Linked DNA regions of Callithrix jacchus: region 1 is linked to region 2. A link is a contact called in public Hi-C data. All regions are on one chromosome and are shown on one strand. Each heading gives the region's core, a stretch centred on a gene start, on an enhancer-like site or on the middle of the called end of the contact. The rest is flanking DNA. Distances are from core to core; before and after follow the strand shown.

What was found. A called contact is a pair of places that touch in the nucleus more often than the background predicts.
Region 1: a contact with region 2 is called in a Hi-C map of skeletal muscle, with 8 times the contacts expected there. The contact joins two enhancer-like sites. A contact is called at or near these places in 3 of 3 Hi-C or Micro-C datasets (induced pluripotent stem cells and skeletal muscle).

What each region holds. Positions count from the first base shown.
Region 1 is chr6:52,213,453-52,220,822 of calJac240_pri, forward strand. No RefSeq gene overlaps it. Among named protein-coding and RNA genes, the nearest start is that of HNRNPA3, 54 kb to the left of the region's middle. Within about 2 kb of position 5,184, at least 13 of the 16 cell types and tissues checked have an H3K27ac peak or open chromatin away from gene starts, as enhancers often do.
Region 2 is chr6:52,042,587-52,049,436 of calJac240_pri, forward strand. The region is part of intron 2 of NFE2L2 (NFE2 like bZIP transcription factor 2); the gene reads left to right. Among named protein-coding and RNA genes, the nearest start is that of NFE2L2, 61 kb to the left of the region's middle. Within about 2 kb of position 1,800, at least 5 of the 16 cell types and tissues checked have an H3K27ac peak or open chromatin away from gene starts, as enhancers often do.

The DNA of each region.
Region 1 (7,370 bases), core at 3,934-6,433, 170 kb after region 2:
GCTGCTCAGTTTTGGATGGCAGTTACCTGCCCTAGTCTCTCCCTGGGCAGAGCTCTGGTGTAGGGCATCTTTTCCTAACATATACAAAGGCATGTTTCAGGCTTGTTTTTTGAATGGATTCCAAATCTTACAAGTGTCTAACAGTAGTGATCCCACTGGGTACGCAGATTCTGACCCAATTTCTTAGGACTGAAAAACTTTAAAAAAGGAATGATTTTGAGAGGTGAAAATAAGTCAGTTCTGATGTCATGCAGCTGAGGCTCTCCCTCTTCTCCGAGAGTGAGCTTTTTTTTGGGGACATTTTTCCACATGTCACACATACCCTGTTCCCCCACTCCCTACTTATTTGCCAGACTTGTTTGGATATGTTTGACTTTAAGTAGCAGACCCAGTCTGAGTCCACCGTCAAGGGCCCCTCGGGACCGTGCAAGGCCTGCCTGCCAGTTTGACAAACATGCCCAGGCATGCTTGAACCCCAGCAGTGGACTATAGATTTTCCACTATACAAATAAAGGGAGGAAGCTGGCAAAGAAGTACTACAGAGGTCCAGGAAAAGAGAGGGAGAGCACAGTGACACTGTGCCACTCCCTGCCTCAGGTTCTCTTTTGATTTGCATTTTAATGGTAAGTTTTGGTATGAAAGTTGCCATATACTCAGCGGTCAGCCTTTGTCCTCTCCACATCTTGGACCGTAAGTCCTTGGTGAGTCAGGTTCTATTCCCTTCTTGGCCTATGCGTAGTGCTCACCAAAAATGCTTAAGACACATTCTCGGTGATGAAAAAAATTCTATTTAAGGATCGGTGAACAAAAATGAACTTAGATGAGAAACTAAAACAAACAAAAAGCTTTTCACTTTGCTTTGAACTGTTAAAAGAGTAGGGCTCTTACTGCAGTGTAATATAGCTCTGCTATGACCAGTTTCACCAAGTCTGTTCAATGACTCCCTTGGGAACCAGATCAGTCGTGATCTGCCCTTTAAAGGTAGCAGCACTAATTCTTGCTGCCAGCCTCAGCTCAGACACAATGGAGAAACAATTCCCCAATGTTAGACCTAATCACATTAATCTATTTTTCTGTAGCTCTGGTCTTTGCAAGAAACAGTGAATGTACAGCCAAACTCCCTTAAATATAATTCCTAGATTATGTCAGCCGTTCTATCTCTGTATCTTGTATTTTTGGGGCTGTTAATGAGATATGATAGCAGATAATATAAATTTGAATTTTATGGTGTTTCTTTAAAAGTAGCCAGATAAGCAAGTACATGAAATGACTGCAAGGAGTCCAATTTCAAACCTTGTTGAAGGTCGTAATGAAGATGGTTGTCTTATAATCTCTTATCAACGGAGGTGTTGGGGAAGAAAAAAATCCCCCTTCCAACAACTAAATTAGTTAGGGTGGCCTTGCCTCAATCTCTCATCATCCACATTGATTTATATTCTCAATACTTCTGTATTTTTATAAAGAATGGGGAGGGACAGTGCAATCCTATCATCTCCACATTTATAAAAGGAGTTCTTGAGAGTTAAGGCAGAATGCAGTCCTCTGGATTCCTTTATGTGGTCAAATAACCCACAATTTTTGGCTGGCCTCACCTGGTCTTCCCCGATTCCCTTTCCCTTGCAACTTTAGGTGCAGCCATGGGAACAAGTTCCGGCCAAAGGCATCCAAGTGGAAAAGAGAGCTTCTGGGAGCCTTCCTTGATGGGCAGCACGCCCTTCGCCTCCTGCTTCCTGCTGCTTAAAGCTTGAGTGCTGGAACCATGGATCATGAGCATGCCATGCACAGCTGGATAGCAAGACAGAGGACCTTGGGTCCCTCAAACCATGAATCATTGTGTCAGTCCTAGCTCCACCACTCAGACTTTTGTGTGAGAAAAACATTTAACCTGCAGCTTAAAACAACAAGTTTATTCTTTTTTTTTTGAAATGGAGTCTCTTTCTATCACCCAGGCTGGAGTGCAATGGCACAATCTCCGTTCACTGCAACCTCCGCCTCCCAGGTTCAAGTGATTCTCCTGCTTCAGTCTCCTGAGTAGCTGGGACTACAGGTGTATGCCACCACACCTGGCTAATTTTTGTATTCTTAGTAGAGACGGGGTTTCACCATGTTGGTCAGGCTGGTCTCGAACTCTTGACCTCGTCGTGATCCACCTGCCTTGGCCTCCCAAAGTGCTGTGATTATATGCATGAGCCACCGAGCCTTGCACAAGTTTATTCTTGATCACACCATATGTCCATTGCTGTCAGCAGGGGGACTCTAATTGTGGTTACTCAGAAAGCAAGGCTGACAGTGTCTATGTCAACCAATGCTTTCACCATTGCTGACAAAGATGAAGGGAATGTAGAGAATCGTATACTGGTAAGGCTTGCACCTGAAAATGACACATGCCATTTTGCTGACTAATCCAAGTCACATACCATATTTAACCTCCAAAAAGGTAGGCAAGTAGTCTATTTTCCCTAAAAGCAGGAGAACCAGAATGTGTGGACACTCTCAATAATGACTACAATTTCTATCTTACCTAAGCCACTGTTATTTTGGGTTTTCAGCCAGTTGCATCTGCACTGAATCCTACTTGAGACAGGAATGATCACATCAATGCTGTGATAAGTAGGTTTAAACTAAGTCCTGTGAGGAAGGCTTTCACTGGGTGCACAACTTACACTCTGAAGGATTTGCAGGGATCACTCCCTGGGGCTTTTCTGGGAAGGAAGAAGCCACATCTTTCTTAAGATCCTCAGTCATCCTTGAATCACTGACATCTACTACACTGGAGGCAAAAATCTCTAAGAATTCTATTACTAAAGGTCAGCTTACCACCTCTAGCTCCTTCTAAGTCTAGGAATTGTTCCCTGTTCTTTTGAAAACACAGCTCAAGTCTTTTTCTATTCTGCTTTGTTCCTGCATTCAAATCTTACTCCTTGAGATCAGCCATCTTTCCTAGAGGCTCTAAATATGTCCTTACCTCCTTCTATTTGGCAAACATCTTCACTTGACCCTATGACACCTTCCAAATCTATAGACAAATGAGTTGTTCTCTACCTACTGTCTTATTGTTTTCCTTTTCTGAAACCCCTATGATGAGGCTTCTGTTTGTACCATTCTACTTAAGCTGTCTAAAAAGCCACTAATGGCTTTTATCAAGAAGCATTTGTCTAAAACTCTGAAATTTCTTGGAAATATGCTTTTGTATATTTCACATAGTGGGATGGATAACAGTAGCTGATTAAAAACAGTCACAGGTTTAGTAAAACATAGTAGAGTCCTTTCTGCGTTTGTGTAGTATGGGAATGCATTTTGATCTGCTACAGGTAAAATCATATGTCTGCCTGCTCCTGCCCCAAAACAGGAGCCATTTGCAGTACAAGGCCGACATATTTATTTCTTTAAATGAGCTATATTTTGCAACATACACATTCGATCTGTAATCCACAGTGTTTATTTAGTGGGTGTAGGTGTGACCTATAAGCATGAACAGTTCATTAAAAAACACCAAAACCATTTACATGTTATTCTCACAGATAAAAATTCTATAGACAACCAACAGAGGAAGTCTTTATTGTTCCTGGAGAGCTAGCCCATACACAGAAGGACCATACTTGCTCTTTGCAGTCTCATTCAGAAGCAGGAAAAAGGGGCTATATTGGATTTGAATATGAAGGACAAAAGCAGCTCTGGAGACATCAACTAACAGTCTGTGTTACAGGTTTAACACACTCCTTTAATCTCATTGGAAAAAATAATGAAACTGGTGAAAAGTATTTATGGAACTGGAGGAGAGCATATTTTGCTGGTTTTACTTTATGTTTGAAGTTTTGGGTATAGCTACGCCATAAATACTGAAATGCCTAGCATAAAGAACGCAGCCTGGGGCATACCCCATAAAACTTACAGTGCAATTAAATGAGCAATTTCCACTGGAAATAAAACGGGCATGTTGAGTGGAATATGAATTAAACCTCATATGACTCAGGCCTGCACTAGGCTTTAGAGAGTGATCTGCGGTTTCAGTAGCACCTGATGCAGTCCATCTATAGGTCAAGGCCAGTAAGTAACAAAAGATAACTGTAGTTAGCATGAACATTAGGGCATACCAAATTGTGGTTAATGTAGTTTCTCTGTCACGGTGTCTCTTGAAAGGGCCCAGTAAAATTACGACTGATAACGAAGGATTAAACCTGACCTTTCGTTACACCACAGACATCTTGAGCTTCTGGTTGGTTGTTATGCAGCATTTTTGACACTTCCCTCAAACTTCATTTTCACTTTCTCAATGTTCTCTCCTAGATCAAAGTCACCCAGTTGTCATTACAAAAGAGTTTCTAAAAGAGATTTCAACTAGAAAACCAAAAAGCCATCAAAACAAACATTGGTTTGCAGTCCAGGCTACTTTCTGTCCTGGTTCATTTCTGGGATCTTATTTGGAGATTAAAGGGTGATGAATGATTCCCTGATATCCTGAGGGAAAACCAGTTCAGGAGTAGACTTAGAAAAACCACATGTAGAAATCTGGCTGATAGAGGGAGAACAGAAGTTTCAATCTTATTTTTAGTGTAGAGTAAAGCAAGTCCACCCAAGATAAAGCTTAGCATTTTTCCTTTGAGGAATTAGGGTAAGGGTGAAGGAAGGAAAGCTTGACATTCTTCTGCCTATGAAAGCCAGAATAAGGCTCAGAGAAGGCAGTTCCTTCTTTTCCCAAGTGCCAGGCCTCCGCAGTCCCCAGAGGAAATGAGGGCATGGGGTGGGTAATAGGGCGTGTGATTTGAATGAGTATTCCCAGCCATTTAACATGTTCACAAGCCAAACTATAAAGTATTTCTTTAAAAAAGTATAGTATTTCACTGCAGTTTGAATGTACTTTCTTTTGTCAAAATAATCACTGTTCTTTATTTTTCTAATGATAAAAGTGTGTTACATATATAGGACATTTTCCCAAATGAAAAATAACGTTTTCTATGGCAGCGCCTACAGTGCTTGAATTTTTCACCTTGGATTTTATTCTAGCCAGACTAAACTCAGTATGTCTTACTTGCATAATGATAATTTACGTCGCCAACTAAACGCACTGTTTCCTGTTCGTTTGCCCAGGAGCCATCTTTTCCTAAAGTGAGCAATGTTTTGTGCATTTGTCTGGCTGGCCGAGGGCTCCTCCCTACAGATCCTGCAGCCATGGAAGCATCTGGAAGGACAGTGTTTGCTTGTGCAAGAGGGAAGGATAGGATGAGAAAAGCGAAAGCTTGGAGCGTCTGTGGTCAGAACAAGAAAGCTGAAACTAGTTGGGAGGAAGGAGTGTAAAAGTGAGTTAGGGGCTAACGCAGTTAAGTAGCTTTCCCTGTGACCCTGACGCGTCGGGCATTCCTGTCTTAGACTAAAGGCGTAATAAAAATAGGCACTTTATTTAGGTTACCAGAGCATTATATAGCCGGAAAGTTTTACCGTTTTATATATACAGTGAATAGTTTATAGAGGATAAGAAGACTTCCCTTTGGTTTATTTGGGTAAGATAAAAACCCATGAATTCTTCAAGGATGCATTTCTTTCTTTTTTTTCTAAAGACAAAAGCTTAAAGGCATAGATGGAGTTGTTTTCATCGGGATGTCACCCTCGATGCTGCTGCTGCTTTACTACATGTTCAGTCAAAATCATTTCATGTTTTCCTCGAACAACTACGATCAGTTCGAAAACAGCTTTGTTAATTAGCAAGAGATGACGCAATATATTACCGCATCTTTAGGGCTCTGGCGCCAGCTAGTGGTGGGAGAGGGGAGCCGCCTTGTCGCTCTCTAATCCGGGAAGGCGTCGGTCTTCTCCCCTCCCCTTATCCCTCATCCTCCTCATTTTTTTCCATCAGCATAATGGGGGAATCATTGCAGTGTGGCCAGAGAGGAGCAGACGAGATTATAGATGAAAGTAGAGAAAAACGGTGGGCAGGGGCAGGGAGAGGAAAGGCCAGACAAATGCAATCATTTCTCCAAAGGATTTGAGAAGAGATCATTTATTTGAAATATTCCTGCCATGTTGATGGAGCAGCTCAATCTCTTGCCAGTGAATTTTTAGCCGTTTGTTTTTCATTTGTAGATATGCTTGAACATATACTTAGGACACGTAATAACTATGGAACTTCATCACAAACACAGCACTGAGGACATGTTGTAAGTGTAAATTTGTGTTCATTTTTAAGTAGCAAATATTTCTGCTGTAACAGGCTCTGTTACCTCCTCACTGGTGCACTTCTGAGATGAATAACTCTCAAATGGTTAGTAAAGAAAAAACCTCTTAAGACGGTATTTGTAGATGGTACACTATGAAAAAAATATAAAATTTCCAGGCAAAAGAGACTTTATTTGGGAGGTATAAAGTAGATGTAGGTTTGGAGCTCTATCTATTCTCAAATAGAAATAGGTTGTGATGATTTACAGGAAAGCAGAAAACATACAGTATTTATTTTAAGAACAAAGAATCTTTGGCAGGCCATCTTTCTCATTTAATTAAGCCATAACGGATCTTACTAGGGTTATGGAGGGACTTCAAATGCTAATAAATAAAACCTGAAGCTGAGACATTTCTTTCACGAAATAGCTGGAGCTGTTTATAACTCTATTACTTATTGCTAAAATCAATTATTATTACTAATATTCCCCGTGGAATTTATTATGAAAACAAGCTGAAGGTTATAAAGAACTTTCCTTTTTAAATGTCATTCATATATCTATATTTATGTCAGTTATAGATAGTAAGGATAATCTGACCAAAACTCTTGTAATAATATTTTTGGAAGGCATCTGCCTTCCAAAATAAGAGTTTTCTTCCCTGTTTTTTTGTACTAGAGAGAAATCCTATTTCAAATTGCATTATTTCTTGAAAAATAAAATAAGCTAAAATCCCTATGTAATCTCTGTAGCTGTTTCCTGATATTTCCAGTGGCAGCTTTTTGTTTTCTGAAATAAAGAGAAGTTAAAATGTATCATCTGACATGTTTTTAAGATTGTGATAGTGAGAAGAGGTTCTACTGCAATCACTGGGTATGCTAATGTGAGCCAGACTTAGATTTCCATTTTAAAGCTAATAAAATGCGGAAGCCCAGTGGCCTTTAATATTTAAGAGGAGGTTTCGGGAAGGAAGACATTGTCACAGTCTTACCTCAGTCTAATGTATATTACTATGCTGTTGGAGAAATAACATTTAAAATCTTGCCTATGTGAGACATTACATAGTAAAAAAGCTGGTCATGGTGTTGGTGTGTGAAATTTATGCAGACTTATTTTGAGTATATTTTAAACTTTTACTAAAAACTGCATATTTGATATAAAAAATTCAGTTAATCTTGTTACCAACCAAGTCAAAATGGTGACATGTTCCTCTTGGTTTTA
Region 2 (6,850 bases), core at 550-3,049:
AAGAATGTCACTTTCCAGAATTAATATAGACAGATATTCTTTGCTATTGACTTTTTCTTTTTTCTAAATAAGGCGAAATGCTCTAACAATGGATGCTATTACAACAGTTTCTGTTGTAATTTATGTACTAAATATTTACTATAGTAAATATATAGATGTACTATCTCTATTCTGTAAGGCTATTAGTTTCTTTTTCCATGGATAGTTTCCAAGGCCTTGCTCCATAGAAACTAAGCCGTATTATTTCCGTTTGGATGAATAAATCTAGTATAACCATTATTTATCTGTGTAAGGGATCTGGTAGTAATCTGTGTGTAAACTTATCACTCCATCTATTTAATGATTTGACAAAGACAAGGATCATGTTTTATTTCACTCTGTTCTCCCCTCCCAGTGATACCTTACACAGAATTAGAGCACACTAAATGTGTGCTGAGTAAAAAAAATGTCTTACTCTGTGCTGTTTGACATGTAAGCCGAGAGAGAAAATGTGGCATATGTTGTAGGTAAACTTACTTTGTTTTACCTGAGAGTAGCAAGTATCAACCAGATCCAACCCCTGTTACAATATTGCTAGAGACAAAAAGTAGATAAATTCCCGTCTCTACTCAAACCAAAACAAAACTTCAAAAATATTGAGACACAAAGAGAAGGAATAGGATGGGGTCAGGGAGGACTGGTGTTTGTGCATGGTGTGCATGCAGCAGGCCAACGTTCTTCCCCTGTCGTAACAGCTCGGGATGGAAGCACCACACACCACCAGGTCTATGAAAAACCCTGGGTTTCAAGGTCAAACAAGTTAGGGAAAGCTTGCCCAGCATTTTCCTCTCTCACAAGTTCACAGTGCACACTGGTAAATTAAAGCCTATAAAGATAACTGTTTAACATTGTTTTACCTTGCAATCCCCAAATTCATTTGACCAGTGTTTCACCTATAAACATGCCACAGATCTGGTTGATGCTGTGGAAGGCACAGACTTCAGGAAACTGCTCCCCAGTGTTGAAAGGACTTCTTTCTCTCGTTAATTCACAAAAAGCTGCCATTTCATTTCCAAATCCTACAGGATTTGGAATGTGAGCATTTCCAGCAATGTTTTAACTATAGAAAAGTGAGAACACTTCCTTACAATTTAGAGGTCCCAGAAAGGTTATACAACTGAAATTTAGGTATGTAAGAAGAGGTCAGTTCGAATCCAGGAAATGGCTTCCCAGCAATGCCTGGAATGTCCTCATAAAAACCAAGAAACAGATATCCGAGTCCTGTTTTGGATCTTGGAGAGACACAGAGATTGAAGAGAAAAACATAAAATTATAGTCCCAAATCTCACTGATGTTTCTTCCAGTTTTCTACAAATAAAAATAGAGTATCCATTTTCCCTAAACTCCATCTTGGGACTTTATTTTTGTGTGTTTCCATTCTCCTCGCTAGATGGCAGCACAGATGAAAAATGCCAGAAAAACAGCAGGCCGGCCTCAGCAGCAGCAAACTGCCATCAACAGCCCTCCCCCAACTCACCCTTCCTTTTTTTTTTTTTAAAGAAAAGAATCTAAGATACGATGGCTGACACTTTTTCCCAAATAGATTCAATCAGTTACATGGGAAAACAAAGAATAACTGATGACACACTGATACTGGTAAATGAGGGAACTATTTAACAGTGTCTCTCACATGTTACTTGTGTTTCTGTATCTAAAAGATAATGCAGGCATTGTTCCTAAGTCACGCAGAGGGTCATGTAAGCATGGCCATTTGTATCATTACACCGCACATCTGATAGGGCCGAACTCCAAGCCACCTGGTTTGCTGTAAGTATTGGATTCATTTAAGATCTATAATAATGCTATTTACTGACCCTCTTGTCAACCGATGCTGTGACACTGCTGTAAAATGATACCTGTGTCAGCAGATGCTGCACTGAAGCTTAGGAAGTTAGCATGAAGGTAAACACTTCATTAGAAGTATGCAATTTATGGGTGAATTAATAATGCAAGAGAAAAGGAGTAGAACAGACATAGAGAGACCTTTGTACTTTACATCAAACCCTATCAAAAGAGATTAAAAAAAAACCTTACTCTTCTGGGATTCACTGAATCTCATCATTAAACAATAAAATGGGGTCTACCAGCAAGATGTTCTCAACAAAATCTGCTAACAGGGAAAACATAAGAAAGCTAGACCCTACGATGTATGGCATTTCAAGGGCTCAAGAGTGTTCTAAAGAAAACTAAATTGTTAATGTATAATGAACTGGACAGAAGCTGAAAGGTGACCTGCGTCTTTTAAACAGCAACAACAAAAGATCACCATAGGGCTGGGCGTGGTGGCTCACCCCTTTAATCTCAGCACTTTGGGAGGCCAAGGCGGGCAGATCACTTGAGGTCAGGAGTTCAAGACCAGCCTAGACAACATGGTGAAACCCCATCTCTACTAAAAATACAAAAAGTTAGCAGACATGGTGGTGTGCTCCTGTAATCCTAGCTACACAGGAGGCTGAGGCACAAGAATCACTTGAACCCAGGAGGTGGAGGTTGCAGTGAGCCAAGATAATGTCATTGCACTACAGAAAAAAAGAAAGAAAGAAAGAAAAATATCACCATGGGAATAAAAATATATAGTACATAAATAAACCAACCTGAGGCCAAAACAAAAAACTAAATGAATCTTTCCTATTTAAGAAAACATCAATTTTTGCTGTTAGAGAATTTTTAAATTCTATCTCTATCCTTTTTTCTTTTTAATGAAAGCAATCTTTCCACAAGATTACTCTAAACACCACATCTTTCCTTGAATGAGTACCTTTGATAATTAGTGTGGGTTGAAATTAGTTAACTTTATAATGAGTCAGGCTGTCTGCCTTCACCAGCGCAGCTCCTAGTGCTCGAAGGATACCAAATGCTTTTTCCTGGGCCCAAAGTTTGGAGACAAAATCAAGCCCTAAAATGAACAGGCAGAGAGGCATTGAGATAACATGGCATATGAGGGAGAGAAGGAGCTGGGACAGGCCTGCATTCATCTCAAAGACCACACCAGTCCAGTGCTGCAGGCCAGCAACCCTCAGCTCTGAACCTATCCCTGGAATCAATACTCAGCTCATTCCTTCCAGAGACTCAGGAGCCTTGGAGGTATGACACACCCAGGACAAAGCTGAAGGATAAGAGACCTAAATGTTCTTCCACTCCCACTAATTCTGCATCTGTGCAGCCCACTAAACCCGCCATCCCTCAAACCCTCAGTATCCTTAATGTGTGTCCAAGAGGGAGGTCTTTTCAATGGGCTACCCTCTTATGAAGTCTCATCCTCATTCTAGACTCAGTTTCCCATTCCACCCTGTGAAATTGTGAAAAGAAATATATATTTGGTCTCTTCCCCTGGTTCCTGTCACATGCTCCTAAAACCTTTGGAATCTCCAGAGTGATAAGACTGTTCAGTATGCTAATAAGACATTGGTAGCTGGGGGGCCCAAATAGTTTCAAGAGGGGGCTGGTCACTGGAAAGACCAAGGCATGATTAGAGGGTTGGGACTTTCAGCCTTACCCCCCAACTTCTAGGGAGGGTAGAGGGGCTGAAGGTTGAGTTGATTATCAATGGCCAATGATGTAAACAATCATGCCTACCTAATAAAGCCTCTATAAAACCCAAAGGGCAGGGTTCTGAGAGCTTCCAGTTTACTAAATCTGTGGAGTTACATGGAGGGCAGAATGTCTAGAAAGGGCAGGGAAGCTTCATGCTTCTTCCCCCATCCCTCGCCCTGTGTACCTTTTCCACCTGGCTGTTCATCTGTATCCTTTGTAACATCCTGTATTAGTCCCTTCTCACTGCTATAAATACCTGGGATTGAGTAATTTATAAAGAAAAGAGGTTTAATCAGCTCACAGTTCAGCAGGCCGTTCAGGAAGCATAACAGCTTCTGCTTCTGAAGAGGCCTCAGGAGACTTACAATTATTGTGGAAGGAGAAGAAGCCCACACATCTTAAATGGCGAGAGCAGAAGGAAGACAGAGAGTGGGGAGGTGCCACACACTTTTAAACAACCAGATCTCACAACTACTCACTCACTATACAAGAGCAGCACAGGGAGGAAATCCACCCCCATGATCCAATCACCTCCCACCAGGCCCCACCTCCAACACTGAGGATTACAATTCGATGCCAGATTTGGGTGGGGACACAGATCCAAACCATATCACATCCTTCGTGATGGATGGGTAAATGTAAGTAGTGCTTCCCTGAGTTCTGTGAGCTGCTCTAACAAACGAACCCAAGGAACGGAATCCTCATGGGAACCCTCAATTTATAACCAGTCAGTCAGAGGTATAGGTAACAACCTACTATTTGGAATTGGCATCTGACTGGAAGCAATCTTGTGAGACTGAGCCTTCAGCCTGTGGGGAGACTGAGCCTTCAGCCTGTGGGATCTAATGCTATCTCCAGGTAGACAGTGTCAGAATTCAGTTAAATTATAGGATAATTGTGTCCCCTGAAGAATTGGTTGTAGGTGGAGGAAAACCTCCACACATTCTGGTGACTGAAGTGTTGTATTGGTTGAGTACGTGAGACTATGAAAAACTGTTTTTTTCTTATACATCTCTTACATTCCCTTTGCTTTGAAACTTTTTCTCTGTGACCTCAGGAATCTCATTCCATCATCAGCAAACTCCCTGATACACCCAGCCTCTTCAATGACCATTCTTTTTTTTTTTTTTGAGATGGAGTTTTGCTCTTGTTACCCAGGCTGGAGTGCAATGGCGCAATCTCGGCTCACTGCAACCTCCGCCTCCTGGGCTCAGGCAATTCTCCTGCCTCAGCCTCCCGAGTAGCTGGGACTACAGGCACGCGCCACCTTGCCCAGCTAATTTTTTGTATTTTTAGGAGAGACGGGGTTTCACCATGTTGACCTGGATGGACTCAATCTCTTGACCTTGTGATCCACCCGCCTAGGCCTCCCAAAGTGCTGGGATTACAGGCGTGAGCCACCGCACCCGGCCCTCAATGACCATTCTTTAGCTGTGTAGGTATTTCCATGAAACATACCTGACTTCTCAGTTTCTTGATTTCATCTCCAATTACCTTCTCCACTGTGCTTCAATCACTCAATCCCATGGCCACCACTAGACTGTGTCATCAAGCCTCTGAACCCATGACTTTCGAGTCCTCCCGTTCTTTTCATTTGGTTATTTTCACCATGTTTATTTCCCAAACTTATTAAGATCTGTAGTCTTTCTCCTTTCTCCTTTCCTCTTATCTATAATCCACTTGCTGTCCCCTATTCCTTCTCTACTGAGGAAGGACTCCATTGCTCCGAACATTGGCCTCTGACTAGTGTTCTCAACTCCATTACTTCATTATTTTTCTGTTTTATCTGCCTGATGAATTTTAGTGTGTACCTTGAACCCAGCTATCTGTCTTGGCCATTCCTTTACCTAGGCTGTTGGGCACTGTAGGAAAAAATCACCCTGTCACAGATTGGAGCTACCTTAAATTTGTGCCCAGCAACCTCAAGTGGGACCTCAGTGCTGCCTGCAATCCTACTCTATTACCTGGCCTGCTCATTTCCTCAGTCTCCAGAGGGGTATTTCAAGGATTCGCCTCTTTCTACACCTCCATGTGTTGGTCTCTCTACCCTTCTCATTCTCAGTTGGTGATTTTTCCCCCCACATATCAGAGTTGGGTGGGGTAGATGTTATGAGATGTGAGCAGTCTCAGTTTTCCATTATGACCTATACACTTTTTTTTTTTTTTTTGAGACAGGGTCTCCGTTGCCCAGGCTGGAGTGCAGTGGCATGATCATGGCTAACTGCAGCCTCAACCTCCTGGGTTCAGGTGATCCTCCCACCTCAGCCTCCTGAGTAGCCGAGACTACAGGTGCACACTACCATGCCTGGCTAATTTTTTGTAGAGATGGGGTTTCCCATGTTGTCCAGGCTGGTCTCAAACCCCTGGTCTCAAGTAATCCACCTGCCTCAGCCTCCCAAAGTGCTGGCATTATAGGCATGAGCCACCACACCCAGCCACAACCTATAAACTTACTTTCATCTTTACACATTTTTTTGACCTTGCCTTTTATTATAACAGGAAAACTCCCCCTACTTCTATCCAAGACCAATCTCTTGGCCGGATGCTCTGGGTCCCATCTTCCTCTGACTTCTCATTGACCTCACTCTCTCAGTTATTCCTTCACACTCCGACCTTTATAGTCAACTTCTTCCTGTCCACTGGCTCCTCCCTTCTCAGACTAAAAAAGCCACATTCCCTTCCATCTACCATCCTCTCTTCTCTTGCCAGCTAAACTTCTTGGAAAAGTTGTCCACTCACTGTTTTAACTTCCTCACCTCCCACTCACTCTCCAAAATTCCTCTCTCCAAAATAACCCATGGTCTCCATGCAGCTAAATTCAAGGGGCACTTTTCAGTTCTCTCCTTATGTGACCTGATGGCAGCACTTAACATGTCCTCCTTTTTGATACTTTCTCTTTCTTGTGTATTTATGGCACCATCTGTCTGTTCCCAGATATCTTTCTCCATTTCCAACCCTTCACTTGAGCTTCAGACCCTGTAGGTTCCACAGACATCTTAAACTCAAACTGAACTCATTTTCTCTTCAAATCTGGGTATCTCCTCCTGATTTCTCCCTGGAGGTAGCATGGACTCCTTGCTGCAGCTAGTCACTTGTGTATCATTCCTTACTGCTATCTTTATCATTCCTCATGTCCAGTTGAATCACCAGGAACTCTTGATCCTGCCACCTGAATACCTCTCCTACCTTATTTCTTGTCTCCTTCCCCTCTACTCTCATCAGGTCTCACCTAAACCCCTGTCTCCAGTCTTCCTCTCAAACCATTCCCTGTGCAGTA